2 separate regions of the Mus musculus genome follow, and region 1 is linked to region 2. A link is a contact called in public Hi-C data. All regions are on one chromosome and are shown on one strand. Each heading gives the region's core, a stretch centred on a gene start, on an enhancer-like site or on the middle of the called end of the contact. The rest is flanking DNA. Distances are from core to core; before and after follow the strand shown. Region 1 overlaps Ano3 (anoctamin 3). Region 2 has its middle 12 kb from the start of Gm22997.

The links. Hi-C and Micro-C count contacts between places; a contact is called where the count stands out from the background.
Region 1: a contact with region 2 is called in a Hi-C map of cortical neurons, with 4 times the contacts expected there. The contact joins two enhancer-like sites. A contact is called at or near these places in 3 of 39 promoter capture datasets (cranial neural crest, frontonasal cranial neural crest and hippocampal neurons) and 7 of 484 Hi-C or Micro-C datasets (the G1E-ER4 cell line, cerebral cortex, cortical neurons and 3 more).

What each region holds. Positions count from the first base shown.
Region 1 is chr2:110,669,948-110,672,909 of GRCm38.p6, reverse strand. It overlaps Ano3 (anoctamin 3), which reads left to right. Exons shown (of 27, transcript NM_001128103.2): 21 at 1,694-1,791. Among named protein-coding and RNA genes, the nearest start is that of Gm52522, 25 kb to the right of the region's middle. Within about 2 kb of position 1,704, at least 6 of the 459 cell types and tissues checked have an H3K27ac peak or open chromatin away from gene starts, as enhancers often do.
Region 2 is chr2:110,228,469-110,231,591 of GRCm38.p6, reverse strand. No RefSeq gene overlaps it. Among named protein-coding and RNA genes, the nearest start is that of Gm22997, 12 kb to the right of the region's middle. Within about 2 kb of position 1,726, at least 28 of the 459 cell types and tissues checked have an H3K27ac peak or open chromatin away from gene starts, as enhancers often do.

The sequences.
Region 1 (2,962 bases), core at 455-2,954, 440 kb before region 2:
GGTCTTTCACATATTCATCCTTGCCCATTTATACATTCTAAGTATATGTTATCAAATGAAGTTTAGAGTATTTAAGGACTCACTTTAACTCAAGGCTATAAATATATAAATTTGACAAACTAAAACCATTGTTCTTTGTTATTCTCTATGGAATACATAGAGATTTATAAATTACAAATCCCTCCAGGCTCAATTTTAATATATTCATTATTGACCTGCCCTTTAATTTTGGCCTATGCTTTACAGAAATGATTCAGTCATATATTTTATATGCCGTGACTACTCTCCAAAACAACTAATGTATTTTGTAAATAGAATTTATCTTTGACATGATGATTGTGGGAGGAGACTAGAGTCTTCGTTTGTCAGGCTCTGAGCATGTCAATTTGCCCTCACTTCTCTCTACAAAATTGAAGAGCAATCTCACTGCAATGTCCCCTGTATCTTAGTGATTCAGTTTCACACACTACACACAGCACATTTATGGTATAAAGTGAGAAAGAGTTTAGGGTGTCATGCATTCATGCTAAAAAGAATTGTGCTGGGATGATAGACTCTTGGCCCTGCTGTGCAGTGAGCACAGCCATGGGCACACCTACTCTCTGGTTCAGGTTGTTGAGCCACTGGGCTGGAACAGGAAAAGCAGGCTCTTTTTTGTCTTAATTATTTATTCCTTTTGAAGTCCCACTAGTACCAATTTGACAGAAATAGAAAGTATGGATCAAAGCCACAGAAATAATCATCCTTATGAGCAGGACATGATCCCATTTCTAAAAATGCAGACCTACATTCTCCACCTGAATTGCTTTTATAGTGGAGCTTCCACAGCACATAGTGATTGTTGGGCTCAATTAAGTTTGTGTGTGCTTGTGTGTATGTGTGTGTGTGTGTGTGTGTGTGTGTGTGTGTGTGTGTGTGTGTGTGTAGATATGTGTGTGTGTCTGTGTTTGTGTGCATGTGTGTATCTGTGTGTGTGCATGTGTTTCATGCCAACTGAATGGAAATCTAAACAACAGCAAAAATTAGCACAGAAGAAAATCTTCACATAAACTCAGAAAAGGAGACCTGAATGTTCCAGTGATTTTCAAAATCTCTCAAAGTTACAAAACAACAAAAAACAAACAAACAAATGAACAAAACCTGTTCCAAAAAGTAGAAAATGGTGAGACATGAAAGATATGCAACGCAGTATGCTGATTGCATTGTTCAACAATTGAGAAGAAAGGGGAATGATAGTGGAGAGTGGAACTTACTTAATTACAAGGCACTGCTGCTGATTCTTTCCCTTTGAGCTAGAAGGGAAGGAACCTATGGGAACTTGTTAAAATGTCTGAAAATATTTCAGAAAATATAAAAGTATTTGAAAATAGAGTTTCCTAGGAACACAATCATAAACACTGTGTCAGAATTATTTTTTCTAATGCCGTACTATTTATAGATATAGAACACATGTTAGTATTCATTACTGAGCATGCTTGACACTGAAAGGCAGCCAGTGCCCACTAAAAGCTAACTCAAATCCCACCATGGTTATTCAAAGCTTCCCCCAATATCATTGTACCTGTTTCCAATTTTACATGAGAAAATGGGACCCAGATGTACAATTTACTTTGCAATTTAAAGTTGGAGCTGTTTGAGCCAGCCTGGTGTGTAGGAGAGCAAGCTCCTTATGGCTCTCCCTGTTCTATTTCAGTGCCATCCTAGTGGCTGTCTGATAGACCTCTGCCTCCAGATGGGAGTCATCATGTTTTTGAAGCAAATATGGAACAACTTCATGGAGCTGGGATATCCGTGAGCATGCTGACTTTAGATGTGTCTTATATATAGTTATAATTTGGGGTTCATGAACAGTGATATGATTGGTCAACTACCATTCTGATCCTGACTAAATATGTGACTGCCCATAAGTTTTGGCTTTCTGAGACTTAAATTTTTCACATGTCTAAGGAAAGATAAATGGTGAGTTCACCATTTCCTTCAGAAACACCTGTTGGGGCTGAAGGAATGAATGTGCAGAGAATATTAGTTATTTCTCAACTATCCTCAAGACAGGGTCTCAAAAATAAAAATGACTTTTTGGTGTCTCAGAGCTATCAACAAATGTAAGGTGCTGGTGACATTATTGTTAAATAAAAGGTGCCTCCTTTCCTTCTAACATAATACATCAAGTTAGAAGAGGTTGGAAAGAACAAAGTTTGATAGTCCTATATAATGCTTCCTCTCCCCACCTCTTCCAAAATCATTAGAAGAAAATCGACATGAAAATTTCCTCTGAGGGGGACATTTACCTATGAGGGGCAAACTGATTAGCTGATTGATGATATAAATTGATAAATTATTCATAAATTAATGATATAAAATGGGTATGTACACACAATTTTACTTTCATTCTTTTTTCATGTCTTCCTATAAATGACACTCCTGAGCCACTGATCTAGTGATGGAGAAGGCATATAAGCACAGCACCCTGCTGAGCACTGGTTAAACTACAGTGGGACTTAGAGCATGGATTCAGAACTACCTACCTTTGGCCTCAATTCCTTGATAATCCTGATTAGAGTTCATGTCACGACTCTGATGTCTTTTTTTTCCTTCGTTTGTGAAACAGGAAATTTGCAAAAGAAGAATGAAATGACACAATATAATTTAAAATTAAAATTTAAATAACAAAATACTTGTGAGGGGTGTATATTATATACACATGTGCATATGTATTGATATATTTAAATTATATACTGGGTGGTGGTGGCATCTGCCTTTAATCCCAGCACTTGGGAGGCAGAGGCAGGCAGATTTCTGAGTTCGAGTCCAGCCTGATCTACAGAGTGAATTCCAGGAATTCACAGAGCTACACAGAGAAACCCTATCTTGAAAAACCAAAAATAAAAAATTAAGTATTTAAGTTATATAACAAATTCAATGAAATCTCTTCTAAATAAAAACTGCATAATTTATTAAAGGC
Region 2 (3,123 bases), core at 477-2,976:
AATAGACTTAAGCTGGTTCTCACTGTTCATCTCACAGCCCTCAGAGCCTCTGCACTGTTGGACTAGTCAACCTGACAGTAGCTTAATATCCTCTTTCTAGTCTTTGACAGTATGAACAAAATTCCCAGAAATAAAATGCACCTTACACTGAGCCTTCTGCAGGCTGGCTGACTATTAGAAACTCAATAATTATGGCGTTTGAAATGTTCCAGATCCACAGCCTATTTACAATTTATCTGGGGCCATCTTCAATCTCCTTAGTAGCCAGTCTTTGCCCAATTCTGTGTCTGTGACTATTAGGTGAAAATCTTTGAAATATACCAACCTCACAGAACACTAGCTGCCACCAAAAGTTTAAGAATATGCTCAAATGGTCTTTATAGTCTATAACAGAGATTGCCTCATTTACTGTAACCAGCCACCTGGTGTTTCTGTCAATGCATTTAAAATGTGCCTTATTTTATGTTGTTACTGTGTTAACTACGAAACTTCACAAAACTGTTGTCATATGGAATTAGAAGTAAATTACATCTGCATTTCTGGCCCGTGTCCACTTCTATTTGGCTCTAGATGAAACTCTCCTACCCTTTGAGGTAAGAGTGTGTTTTGGGGTATACAACAGCATATGGCTAAGATGGCAGGCAGACTGTTCTCTATCCCTCTGTTTCAGATGCAAGAGGTGCAGAGACAAAGGGAGACTAAACATCACTGGCAGGAACCATACCCTTGTGCTTAGGAGAGTGTGGAGAAAACTCACTTATTTTCCTTCAGCCCCCGTGACCTTCGCCTGTCTAAAGAGCAGAACAGCAGAGGCTGTTTCAGTGTCTGGCTTCCCCAAGGCTAACATAAGCTGGCTGGCTCAATGTTCCATGGAGCTGAGCTGGAAAACAAGTCATTCATTGTCAAATGCAAATCTATTGCTTTTGTACAAACAAAAATAAACGAGACAAGCAAAACCTGCAAATGGTTAGTCAGCCTATGTGTCTCCAGAGTGAGGCTGAACTAGATACAAATAAATATGTGTAAGTTTATAGTTCATTAAATTGATCTACATTATGCTTAATAAATGGTCTTTTAGTTGCATAGTAAGTGGACACTGGCATCCAGCAATCTTCAGAATAAATGGACTACCTGATCTAGTATATAAATATTAGCCAGAGGAACAACTCCACCTCCAAGAAGGAAGTTTAAGACTGCCTGCTTATGTTCAAAATCCCATATCACCAGCATCACAAGGATTTGCAAGATTCCCTTGCATGTTTTATTCATAGTTGTCTATGATAAATTATTAAGACAGCGACATATTCTAAATTATAAACCATAGCATTAAATTTATGGCATTTCAAAAGCACTTGTTTATAGTTTATCATGAATTATTGCAACAACAAAAAAAATCCTATCAAGGAGCAAACAACTCTTCAAAGAATAGACAATACCTAAAGCTGGAGAAATGGAAGATAATGAGGAAACAAACCATTCTGGCATTAAGCAGGACCATGTACTAGGGGGGAAAATTCATTGTGAAGGCAGTGGAGGTAGTCCCTTGGTAAGAAAATGGAAAATACTGAAGCTACGTGTCCCCAGCAAAGTTTACAGAGGTTTTGGCATAGACTGGGGTGGAGTTTGCCTGGAGTGCGATTGATGTTTGCTCTGGCAGAGGAAACAACTGACTGAAGAAAACGAGCCTCTCAGTGTCTTCTTTAGTCAGGGACGCCATCTAGTGGCTGAGATAGAATATTAGCCCACAGTCTTTATTAAGCTCTGCTTCCTTACACAAACTCAGATAGTAAGAGCCTAAAGAACAAAGCCTGCTGGTGCTCTCTCTTTTTCTCTCTGTGAGAGGTGTGTGTCCATGTGTGCCCGTGTATCCTTGTGTGTGTGTGTCCGTGTGTGTCCGTGTGTGTCCGTGTGTGTGTGTCTGTGTGTGTGTGTGTGTGTGTGTGTGAGACTGTGTGTGTGTCTGTGTGTGTCTGTGTATGTCTGTGTCTGTGTGTGTGTACATAGAGAAAGCTCAGTGGTAAAATACAGACAGCGGTGGAAAATGGATACGGGCATAAGAAAAACAGGAAATGAATAAATACTAGCAGGAAAAGGAAACAGCATAGAAGCTCACAGGACCAGAGACAAGAGTGTGGACAAAAGGCTACAGATCAAGTCTAGTGCGCATAATTTACAGTCCTGAATGAGAGACACTAGTTGCCAGAGTCCTGCTTGCTTATACCAGCGTGTAGCTTTGAGCAAGTGTTGAAGAACCAGAAGGATTTCAGCATGTGTCTGGCAGGAGTCCTTTTGGTCACATGATCCACTGCAGGTCTGGCAAGTGCTGTGGCCACCACCCCCCTTACATGTGCTCTCAGTGGTTTAAGGATATTCCTAAGTCCGTCCCATCCCTACATCCCCAGTACTGTGGCAGCTCTTACGCTAGTGAAGCTCCCCATTCTCGTTCCTCATATCTCTACTTAAACATTCTCCACTGTTTCCTGTGCACTCTCCCACACTTAGTACCCCTGGCTGTTTGTCCCATCTTTGTCCATTTGTCCTTGTGCTGTCAGATGTTCACTCTTTTCTTCCATCTTATTCTCTCTTTACTTGGAATGTTTAAATCATATCAAATGCAAACAGCATTTTTTTGAGCATTTTGTTTTGAGACAGGCTTTCACTACATAGCACTGGCTAGCCTAGAACGTGATATGTAGACCAGGCTGGCCTAGAACTCATAGGGATCCACTTGCCTCTGCCTCCCAGGTGCTGAGCTTAAAGGCCTATGCCAAAATTCATCTGTGAATCAAAAGAGAACAAAAGCCTGACAAAGAAGCAGAGAAATGTCTCCAATAGGAAAGGAACAGAAAATGAAAATAGAGGAAGGGGATGCAGAAGGCTGGCAAATAGCAATTGATTACTTTTAGGCTGTGCCTTTCAGACTTTATGAGTCAAAGAAGCACAAATGCACATGTCTTGGAATCGTAGGTGAGCTTGCAGCAGAACTTTTCTCCCAGAGATGACTAAAACAAGATTACCCCTCTTGCTCAAGTGTTAGATGGCGGTCCACCAACTGATAGTCTGTGCCTTCTCCCTGTGACTTGCAGTCATCTGTGACTCACTTTTAACCAACAGATTCCTATA